2 separate regions of the Gossypium hirsutum genome follow, and region 1 is linked to region 2. Evidence: chromatin contacts called from public Hi-C data. All regions are on one chromosome and are shown on one strand. Each heading gives the region's core, a stretch centred on a gene start, on an enhancer-like site or on the middle of the called end of the contact. The rest is flanking DNA. Distances are from core to core; before and after follow the strand shown. Region 1 overlaps LOC107914113 (probable acyl-activating enzyme 18, peroxisomal). Region 2 holds the start of LOC107914217 (E3 ubiquitin-protein ligase BRE1-like 2).

Evidence for each region. A called contact is a pair of places that touch in the nucleus more often than the background predicts.
Region 1: a Hi-C map of leaf shows a contact between it and region 2, with 3 times the contacts expected there. The contact joins the enhancer-like site here to the promoter of LOC107914217 in region 2. A contact is called at or near these places in 6 of 34 Hi-C or Micro-C datasets (hypocotyl, leaf and petal).

What each region holds. Positions count from the first base shown.
Region 1 is chrD08:14,911,673-14,917,848 of Gossypium_hirsutum_v2.1, reverse strand. LOC107914113 (probable acyl-activating enzyme 18, peroxisomal) reads left to right here. Exons shown (of 13, transcript XM_016842872.2): 8 at 565-659; 9 at 743-959; 10 at 1,030-1,155; 11 at 1,303-1,401; 12 at 1,632-1,838; 13 at 2,222-2,595. The coding sequence ends at 2,335. Among protein-coding and RNA genes, the nearest start is that of LOC107914133, 18 kb to the right of the region's middle. Within about 2 kb of position 1,773, at least 3 of the 9 cell types and tissues checked have an H3K27ac peak or open chromatin away from gene starts, as enhancers often do. A contact at or near this core is called in leaf, where this site is marked.
Region 2 is chrD08:14,790,346-14,795,976 of Gossypium_hirsutum_v2.1, reverse strand. LOC107914217 (E3 ubiquitin-protein ligase BRE1-like 2) reads right to left here and starts at 1,829. Exons shown (of 19, transcript XM_016843055.2): 1 at 1,500-1,829; 2 at 48-209. The coding sequence starts at 1,601.

The DNA of each region.
Region 1 (6,176 bases), core at 524-3,023, 120 kb before region 2:
AATAATATCATAAAATTATATTAATTATTAATATCTATTATGGTTGTTCAGCTATAAATTCGAGTTTTTTCGAACTTTAGATTAGATTTATTTTGAGCTTTGGTCAAATTAATCTTGAACTCGAATTCTTATAGAGTCAAGCTTTCTTGAACTCAAAATCTGTTAGATTAAAATTTTCTTTATCTCGAATTGTTATAAGCTCAACAAAGGATCTTTTACCTTGCGAGCTCTAACCTTAACCCCCAAACCCCTGACTAATTGTACTATGAGGAGAACATTACAAGCTTAGTCCACTCCAACCTCCAACCTCCAACCTCCGGAGGTTTGCTACAGCTTGGTGACTGCTGAAATCAATAAGTTTCTTTTGCTATGCGGCAGGAGACTATGAGAACTTCCCTTGGTTTTGGTGAGATAAGGACAGGCCTTCATAGGGAAATGTAGCTGACGGTTTAAGTTGATATTTATAGTAAAAATGTTGGGTACATGCTACAAGTAGTAAAACATACTGGATACCACTGTTTAATATCTTAACTCACCTGGTTTTAATGTTGTTCTCTTGTTCAGGATGCTGGAGTAACTGTTCTGGGCACGGTTCCAAGCTTAGTAAAAACTTGGAAAAGTTCAAACTGTTTGGAAGGCTTAGACTGGACAAAGATAAAGTAATTCTTTTAAATTTCGAGCATAAATGTTGTTTCATGACTTGGAATCTCAACAAAATGGACTAAGAAATAAATATGTTTAGATGCTTTGCTACCACTGGGGAAGCCTCCAACGCTGACGACGACCTTTGGCTCTCTTCAAAGTCTTACTACAAGCCTGTTCTGGAATGTTGTGGAGGCACAGAGCTTTCATCCGCGTATATTCAAGGGAGTTTGCTGCAGCCACAGGCTTTCGGAACCTTTAGTACTGCAGCAATGACAGCAGGCTTTGTCATCTTGGATGAACATGGGCATCCTTATGTAAGAGCATATTCTGTCTTGTTTCTTTCTGTTGTGTATATTACTATATTTACTTTCATCTTTGTGACAGCCAGATGACAAAGCTTGTGTTGGTGAAGTGGGTTTACTTCCTCTCTACTTAGGAGCAACCAATAGATTGCTTAATGCTGATCATGAGAAAGTCTATTTCGAGGGAATGCCAATGCATAATGGAATGGTAAGGTCATATGCATCATTCTTAGGATATATAATTTTTTAGTAAAGAATTCAATATACTCAATGAAGGTAAAAAACATACAAACTACGAATGATCATGGAGCACCTTAATTGTACATTCTCGTGATTTTGATGTATGCACCGGCAGCGCCTAAGGAGGCACGGGGATGTCCTCAAAAGAACTGTTGGTGGCTATTTGATTGTACAGGGCAGGGCTGATGACACCATGAATCTTGGTGGCATAAAGGTACAGCGTTCTCTCTACTCTATTTAGTTATCTGATAATGATTCAAATTGAAGGTCTTTAAAGTATAGGCCTGCCTCATGACCTAGACTTTGCAAGCATTTTGGAGTCTGCTTGCCAGGAATTTCAAGAAGCATTTCTTTTACCATCGATGAAACTGTACTTTCGGTCCCTTAATGTTATAAACTCAAAAGCAACTTTAGCATGAAATGCAAGTCATTCCTGATATGCAGACAAGTTCTGTTGAAATCGAGCGTGTGTGTGACGGAGCTGATGAAAGCATCTTGGAGACTGCTGCTATCAGTGTAGCTCCACTGGGCGGTGGTCCAGAACAGTTGATAATGTTTGTGGTGCTAAAGAAAGAATATAGTCATCAGCCTGAGAAGTTGAAGATATTATTCTCAAGAGCTATTCAAAGCAACCTCAACCCTTTATTTAAGGTTAGGCTACAAGACATAAAATATCTTTTTCATTTTTATACATTGTCTGGGGACCTAACCTACCCTAACAATGTCATATTTAAACTCCTCCATAAAATTTAAAAATTACCAAGTTAATCCCCATTTTATCTAAGTGTTTACTGAACATGTCGTTTCACTTCTCCCAAGTGGTCTTGCTTGTTTTTCTTTTTCGCTCTTAAATGCAGAATTAGTTTTAGAAGACATCATTAGCTGGATTTCAGGTGAAGAGGACTGGATTTTAGTGGCATTTTACCACAAGGGTCTTAAGGACTCGATTTTGAAGAAAGGCAGCCCTATTTTTGGCTTTGCTACCATACCACCGTGTCATGTTCTAACTCTCTTTTGGTTTTTGACGATAACAGGTGAGCTTTGTTAAGATAGTTCGGGAGTTTCCTCGAACTGCTTCAAACAAACTATTGAGAAGAGTTTTGAGGGATCAAGTTAAGCAGGAGCTGTCCCCTCGAAGCAGAATTTAATGGCAACTTAGGTGGTGGTTTTATGTTACTCAACCCAACAACACCCAAATATGGATTTTCTTCCTCCCGAGTTATGGTTTGTAACATGAAATACGGTAAACAGAGATCATGTATTATAAGAATGGCTCCATTCCAGTTCCTGGAATTATGCACTTTGAGGGTACTTGATATCATGTGTACGTATAAATAAATATAGGCGTTGTTAAAACAGCTATAGATTGTTAAATGAATATGGCCTAGCTAATAAGCCAATTGTCGAATCTAAATTAGTAACAAATTTTACAGCATTTTGGAACATTATTGGTGACCATTTTCCACTTTTTGTACAGCATCAAGGAACCCAATGGTCTTCACCTGCATCTCTTTGTAATTTTATACGACAATATATGAAAGGTGAAAGTCTTATACAAGTCTGAAGAGTGCATGTTGGACACTGACAAAGATCCCTGTATGATAGAAAACGAGTAATTAATTAAATGATGTGACATTAATTTTTAAGTATTGTGACGTGTTTTTTAAATAAAAGGATATTTCAAAAGAATCTATCTCGGATCATTTAAATAAATTTCCAACTTTCTGTATATAAATCATAATTAGTTAGATAAAAATTTAGCCTTTTTATGTTTTTGGAGTAATTTTTGTAAAAAAATTCTTTAATCTTATATTAAAAATCATATTTGATTTGGTCTCTGATCATGATTTACTCCATTTGATTTCCTGATTTGTCTTCCTCGCCGTGTATTCTTTTCTTGTTGCTTTGGGTTGTTTCTGCTCCTATCCTACGATGTAGGGTGACTTATCTTTAAGAACCGTATCCAACATGTCTCAAGATTAAAAGTTCGGATCTTCAATTTCTTGATTCATTCAATTTTTCCAACAATATGAAGGATAATTTATGATGTTGTCCTCTCTACCGCTACCGTTGATGTGTCCAACTTGCCAGCTCAGGTGTTCGCCTTGCCCACATACTGCAGACTTGATGGAAGAAAACAAAGAAGCTCGAATTCTCATACTAACCATTCACAATGCCAACAAAAACTACTATTCTCTATCGGCAGCAAATGAGAGGTAGTCTCCATGATTCTAGTAGCTGGGTTTAATGTAGACACTACACAATACAGCAACACCAAGTTTCAAGTTATTGGGAATTATCCATATTTATGGAAAATCAAAGATATGGGTATTAAATAATAGAAAGTCAAAGATATGGGTATCAAATGTTGGAAAGTCAAAGATATGGGTATCAAATATTGGCATAATAAAATCTGAGATATTTGCAATATATGGTCCCTAATTGTAAAGTGACTTTGCAAGTTGATCCCTGAACCTCAACTATAAATAGGCATAACCATCTCTCATTCTGTATCTCAAACTTGCCATTCTCTACTTAAGGCATTGTTTTCTCTCTCTCTCTTTGTAAATTCTCACTTGTATTTTAGAGTGAAATATATTTGGTAGTGCCCGAGGACGTAGGCAAAATTTGCTGAACCTCGTTAAATTCTTGTGTTCTTTATTGTATTATTCTGCATGAATTGTGTGTGTGATTGTAGTGATTTATTGTGCTATTAAATTACGATTGAGGGATATTCTGGCTAGGAAAGACCTGGTACTTAAGCGATCCTTGTGATCCACCTCTCTTTCCTGGGAATTGAACTTAGTGTGATTTTTTAGTACAATAATTTTACTCTTTTACACGCTTCCGCACAACAATTGGTATCAGAGCTAGATTCGTACTTGGGGAATACGATCGTTCACGGCACTGTTCACGTACTGTAGTTGGGATTGAGGAGAAAAAAATGGAAAAGTCATCGTCAAAGACTACTGTGACCAATGCGAAATTTGAAGTAGAGAAATTTGATGGTACCAATAATTTTGGTATGTGGCAATGTGAGATCCTGGATGTCTTATGTCAGCAAGAGCTGGATATAGCCCTTGAAGAAAAACCTGACAAGATGGATGACAAGGAGTGGGCCAAGATCAATAGACAGGCATGTGGAACAATTCGCCTATGTTTGGCCAAAGAGCAGAAGTACTCTGTTATGAGGGAGACATCAGCGAAGAAGTTGTGGGATACACTAGAAGAAAAGTTTCTAACAAAAAGTCTTGAAAATAGGCTTTATATGAAAAAGAAACTTTATCGATTCACGTATGCACCCGGTATGTCGATGAATGACCATGTGAACTCATTCAATAAAATTTTAGCAGATTTGCTAAATTTGGATGAGAAATTTGAAGATGAAGACAAGGCATTACTGTTGTTGAATTCTCTTCCTGATGAATATGATCATCTTACCACCACATTGCTTCATGGGAAGGATACAATCACATTTGATGCAGTCTGTAGTGCGTTGTATAGATCTGAGACTCGAAAGAAAGATAAAAAAGATCACAGAGATACAACTACAGAAGTCTTAACAGTAAGAAGTCGTTCGCGCAGCAACAAATCTGGTAGAAGGAGTAAGTCCAAAGGGAGACCTGCCAAAGATGAATGTGCTTTTTGTCGTGAGAAAGGGCATTGGAAAAAGAATTGTCCTAAGTTACAAAAGGGTAAAGCTATTTCTGATGCATGTGTAGCGGAGCATGATGAGGAGTCAGACTTTAGCTTGGTTGGCATGGCAATGGCATGTCATACAGATGAGTGGATTTTGGATTCGGGATGTACTTACCATATGTGTCCTAATAAGGACTAGTTTTCTAGTCTTAAAGAACTAGAAGGTGGAGTTGTTTTTATGGGCAATGATAGCGCTTGTAAGACAATGGGAGTAGGTACAATCCAATTGAAGAATCACGACGGCTCAATTCAAGTCTTGACAGATGTTTGCTACATACCTAGCTTGAAGAAAAATCTTATCTCATTAGGGGTCCTAGAATCTAAAGGGCTCACAATCACTTTGAGAGATGGATTACTAAAGGTAGTAGCTGGGGTATTGACGGTGATGAAAGGCACAAGAAGGAATAATCTGTACTATTTAAATGGAAGTACAGTTATTGGATCAACATCAACAGCTTTTACGAAAGATGCAGATTCAGAGGCTACCAGGTTATGGCATATGCGATTGGGACATGCTGGTGAAAAAGCTTTGCAGAGTTTGGCGAAGCAAGGCTTGTTGAAAGGTGCAAATTCTTGCAAATTGGAATTCTGTGAACATTGTGTTCTGGGCAAGCAGACGAGGATAAAATTTGGTTCAGCAATTCACAATACAAAAGAAATTCTGGACTACGTTCATAGTGATGTGTGGGGACCTACTAAAGTGGCTTCTTTGGGAGGTATGCACTATTTTGTTACTTTTGTTGATGATTATTCAAGAAAAGTATGGGTGTATCTAATGAAAAGGAAAAATGAAGTTTTGGATGTATTTCTAAAATGGAAGAAGATGGTGGAGACCCAGGCTGGTCGAAAAGTCAAACGGCTTCGATCAGACAATGGTACTGAGTATAAGAATGATCCATTTCTACAAGTATGTCACGATAAAGGTATTGTACGACACTTCACTGTTCGAGATACACCACAACAGAATGGGGTGGCAGAACGTATGAATCGGACTATACTGGAGAAAGTTCGATGTATGTTGTCCAATGCTGGATTGGGCAAAGAATTTTGGGCTGAGGCAGTTACATATGCGTGCCATCTAATTAACCGGTTGCCATCAGCTGCAATAAATGGAAAAACTCCTATGGAGAGGTGGGCTGGTAAACCTGCTATTGATTATGATTCTTTATATATTTTTGGTTCCACTGCATATTATCATGTAAAAGAATCTAAGTTAGACCCAAGAGCAAAGAAAGCATTATTCATGGGTATAACTGGTGGAGTAAAAGGATACCGTCTCTGGTGTCTTGA
Region 2 (5,631 bases), core at 580-3,079:
CATAATGATCAAAACAGATGGAAGTAAAAGAGTGCCATAAAAAAAACCTGATTCCAGAGTTGGTTCACAGTTATCAACATATCATCATAAGAGGCTTGCTTGTCTTTTAATTCTTTAATTTTGGTTTCAAGATCATGCAACTCATGTTTCTGAATATCTAACTGCTGGACAAGTTTTTGATTCTGGTACTGGAGAACTGCCGCGTCAACCTGGATAAAAAAAAATCCATCTATATCAAACCAAATGCATGAGAGAATTAAAAACACAAATTTGTAAACATGCAGGGAAAAAAATGAAAAACGTATTTTATCAATTTTAAATTTACTTGACATGTGCACCAACCTTACACGTTGGGGTGTATGCAGAAATATCATAGTGATAATAAGATGGCACTCTGAAAAATCAAATCATGGATAAAAAGTGAAAGGCAAATTCAATCAGGTGGCAGGGGACAGCATATCTCCACTCATTTTTAGGTATGCGTATGCCTGATATTGAATTAGGTTATGCTCAGAGCTTAGCTTATCAACTCAACAAAATGTGCAAACTGGTGGATTTATGGTGCCCATGCATATAATCAGATGCCTAAAACTGATTCATGACAAGTCTAGGAATGGTTTGAATCAGATAAGAGACCAGAATATAACTAGAAGTTAAGGGAAAATTTCAATTTCTAAGATAGATGCAAATAGGCAACTCAAATAATTTGAGACGATGAAAAAGACATCACATTTCATTAATTTACAATATTTCCATTTGACATATACAGCATTGATGCAGCAAACCTACTCGGTTAGTGCAAAGTACTTCAACTATTCACATTATCAGCTCAATTTAATAATAATTGGAGTTATATAACCCTAGCAGATAAATTAAGTGAAAAAAGAATTTTTTTTTTTTAAACCCTTAATTTTGGTGTGTCACCCTAAATCCGCAAATCTAAACAAACAATAGCATATCAGTGATATACTGATTATGGGTAAATCGCTAAGAGAAGGAGCTTGTTTTCCTTTTTTCCCCGTATAGACCCAATCGAGTTTCACAGCAAACTACTTATCCACCATTAACAATAAATTAAATCAAAATTGATCCACAACAAGTAATAAATAAATTCCCCTTCTCTTCCTATACTGTCTCGACGGCAGAGAGAAAGCATTTGAAATTAAAACTTTCCATGAATAACCCAGAGACCATGAAGAAATTGAATACAACTGAGCATCCAAGAAGAAAACTAATGGCAGGAAAAAATTTAGATCAACTTTCCATTTTGTGAACGGTCGAAAGTAATGTCCCAAGATTCAATATTTCAGTTTTACCATTTTATTCTTCCTGGCTACAGGACAAAACAAAATGTATTCCAGAGCAATTTTGATTTGAGGAGAAATTATAGCTCAAAAAGAAAGCGAATAAAATCATGCAAAGCCATTCATTTGATCAAGAAATTAAAGAAGAATACAAAATATTAAAAAAAAAAAAGAAGAGTGTGAGAGAGAGATTACAGCTTTGGTGTGGTTCGGAGAAGTGGAGGAATTACGGGCCATGGCGGGAGAATCCAAGTGAGGCCTCTTCTTCTCTGGTTCTTCAGATTCAAAGCTTTCCATTTACTGCAGTTAGGATTGCGATTTACACCCCCTCCCCTCTCTTTTACCCTTGATTACTCTTTCGTCACACCATCAAATCCCAATCATCATGCGTTCCCAAAACCCTAACTGGAAACCCTAACTCACAAACTCTACTCGTTCCGAGAATGATAGATTCCAGTAATTTGCTTTCTACGGAGTCGTATATTGAGAAGAAAGCAGAAGAAAGATGCATCACCCGTTAAAACGGTGCCGTTTATCCTTTTAGCTTTGTTGCCCTTCAACTAACACTCTCCAAATAGTTGGTTGAACCAAATTAGACCGGCCGATCAGACCGGTTGAATCAATAAGTGGTCAATGTATTAGTTTGGAGAGATATTGATCGGTTGAGGGGTGAATTAATATGATCTAATTAAATTGGTTTAACCGGTTTCATTAGTTTTTTTTTTATAAATTTTTTAATAATATATTTAGTAGGATCAGTGGCTTTAACCATTCAATCATGATTTTGAGACTTTTCATAGTTTATATTAGGTTTAAATTAGTTTATTGTATTTGCAATTCAAATATATTATATTTATTTTTTAAAACCTTATTATAAAATTTATAACATTTTAGAGACGACATGGAGTATTAAATTTGATGACATGTAGCTTTCTTTTGTAAATTAAAATTTATAATTTTGGTTCAAATTTAAACAATTTGATTAGATTATTTCAAATAAATTTAATAAATTAACGAGATAAATAAAGAATTTCAACTAAATTTAATAAATAATCTAGATAGAATAAAGAATTTTGAATAAATTAATAAATAATATTTGTATATGATAAATATTGAAGTAAACTGTAGAATAACAGAAAATCTCTAATCTTTTATACTCTAAAAATATAAATATTTATGCAGTTTGTGATTTCATACGCAGTATCTGTCTCTCTATTAAGAATTTAATTAATGTGAATTATTTAGAGGCTTATTTAGTAGTGTTTAAAAAAATATTTTTGGCTTAAAAAGTATTTTTAGAAGAAAAGTGGTGCTAAACAATCTGCTTTTAAAAATATTTTTAGAAAGCACTTTTGAAGAGGAAAAGTTAAAACTTTTAGTTTGCTTAATTATTTTTTCACCCTTCCAACGGCATAATATTTTTTCTTTCTTTTTCTTTGTTGCTTAATTAAATTTTAAAAATGTATATTTTATATATTAAAATATTAACAATAAGTCATAATAAAATGTTTTTTATATTCTTACTAAAATATAATAATATTAACTAATTTGAACATTATTTAAATATATATTTATTATTTGATAATATCATTTCTAAAACGGTCATTTTATTTTTAAAAAATATTTTTAACAATAATACTAAATACTTAAATATTAAACCAAACTTTTCAAAAATATTTTTTCACATATTTTTTAAAAACATTTTTTAAAAAATTACTAAATTAACCCTAAATGCATCTGGGAAGGCATGAAAAGCAATTCCATGACGGTGGGGAAGTACCGGGTTATCAATCCCAACCAGGAACGTCATCAACCATTACCCGATTCTCACAAGTTCAACGTCAAGGTAACGTCGTCGCATGGCCATATTTTTCAGTGGGTGGAGAAAGGACTGCGGTGGAGCAGGGAGATCACGTGGCTTGCTTTTCAGCACTGGAGATTGAAGGACAGGAGTTGACTTTTAAGGACTGGCTTCATGTCGCCAAGAAAGGCCATGCCAATGTCTCTTCTTTTATTTTCATGCTATTAGGATATAGTAGAAACAGCAAAAGTGGCCCAAACATAAGCATGCATGCTGTGTATATATATATTTTTAATAATGCATCGAAGGCTTTCTGGTTGTTTTGTGAATTGCAAGCCATGGAAGTGGAGCTGGAGCAGTTGTATGGTACTGCTAATTCCCTTCATGAAGAAATGTTTTATTTCCGAGCAAGGTAGGGTAATGCATGTTTATTGTATAATTTGATATAAAATACTACTTAGTTAAATTTATTGTCAACAAAATATAACTTTTACCTTAATTTGTTTTGTTAAATCAAATTTAGTGTTATAACCGTAATACATTAATATAAAATAATGTTTTTAGAATAAATATAATATTAAAAACGGGCAAAATACCATTAAAAGCCATTTTTTTAAAAAATTATGAAATGGGCCCAATAAATAATTAATTACCGGAATGGCCCAATTCCTCGAAAGCGCGTCCACGTCAGTGTGTTGTTAGGGGACGTTGTGGGAAAACGCTTCCTCAAGGAAGCGCTTTGTCCACGTGCGCAGAAAGCGCTCCCTCAAGAACGCGTTTTCTTGCCACGTCAACGCTCCCTTGGGGATGCGTTTTGCCCGCGCGTGAACAGTAACAACAGTTACTTTTTTTACCGTTGGTGACCCCCCCAACGGTAAAAAATATATATAAAAACCCCCCTTTCATTTTTTTTTCACAACTTAATCCTTTCTCTCAATTTCTCTCTAATATTCTCTCAATTTCCTCTCAAATTCCTCTTAAATTCCTATTTAAAAAAGTTTTAATTTTTTTAATTATTTTTAAAAAAGTTTTAAATTTTATTTTTTAATTTTTTTTTAAATCTTAAAAATTTGTACGAATTTAGCAATTGCTGGAGAATTAATTCGTCTTGATGACAAGCACATATCCGTCGAACAAATGAAAATGGTAAGTGTTAAATTTAATTTTTAAATATTATTTAAGATTTTTTATGCAATTTTAAATAATTATTATTTATTTTATTATTTTTTATAAAGTCTTTAGATCGGATATTACAATGCTATATTCGTAATATGCATGGTCCTCCATCACCATTGGTAGAGAATTACCTGCGGGAAGCGGGTTTTTGGCACGTGGCGACGGTAGGCTTGGGATGCAAGTTGGACCCGAAACTTATCAATGCGTTGATTGAGAGGTGGAGACCCGAGATGCACACATTCCATCTTCCATGTGGAGAGTGTACTATCACTTTGGAATATGTGAATTTGCAATTGGGATTGCCGGTGGACGGGTACGCAGTCACCGGGTCTGTTTAATCTGGTGATTGGGGAGCGGTATACTATGAGTTTTTGGACGCTATTCCGGAGAATATTAACGGAGGTCAGATTGAGATGGGCTGGTTACGAGACACATTCCCGGATCCGGATGATGATTCTACCGAACTAGAAAGAATCTGATATGCTCGGGCATACATTCTTTAGATAATTAGAGGTTATCTGATGCCAGACTTGTCACGGAACCTTGTACATCTAAGATGACTGCTGAAACTCGTTGGGTTTAGAGTAGCTGGTGAATTTAGTTGGGGGTCTGCCGTGTTGGCAACATTGCACCGGGAGATGTGTGGGGCGACGCTACCGAATAAAGTGAAAATCGGAGGTTGCCTGTCACTATTGCAGTCATGGGCACGGTTTCGCCTTCCATTTTTACGTCCTCGAGTGGATCACCCATATACATTCCCACTCATAACGAGGTAAATTTTATATTATATTTTACAATTATTACATAGATTTAAAATATAATAGTATGCTAAAAATTTATTTAATTAAGTGGAACCATTCGGCAAGTTATGCTCGATTACCTACCTCTCTTGAAGATATACGGCTTCTATTAGACCAACAGTCGGAAGCACAAGTAAGTATTAAATAAAATAGATATTTCCATCATGAGCTAGTCGATTGGTATTTAGTATTTAGTATTATGTATTTAGTATTATGTATTTTGTATATAACTAATATTTCCATCATGTTCATATAGTTTAGATAGACACCATACGAGGATCCGGCAATTTGGGCAGTAATTCCAGATGAGTACTTCCAAAATCCAAACGCTTGGCATGTAAAAGTCGCATTGGTCAACTATAAGTCCGTGGAGATGCACCAGTCAGACAGAGTATTACGGTAATTTAGATTTCGACAACTGATTCTCGTGGCACCTGAGGTGTTGGATGATCATCACAAAATCGACCTACGGCAATTGCATACGGATTGGCCGAGATTCTGGTCATACTATATCCAAATGTGGGAAGATCGGTATGATTATATACCTACT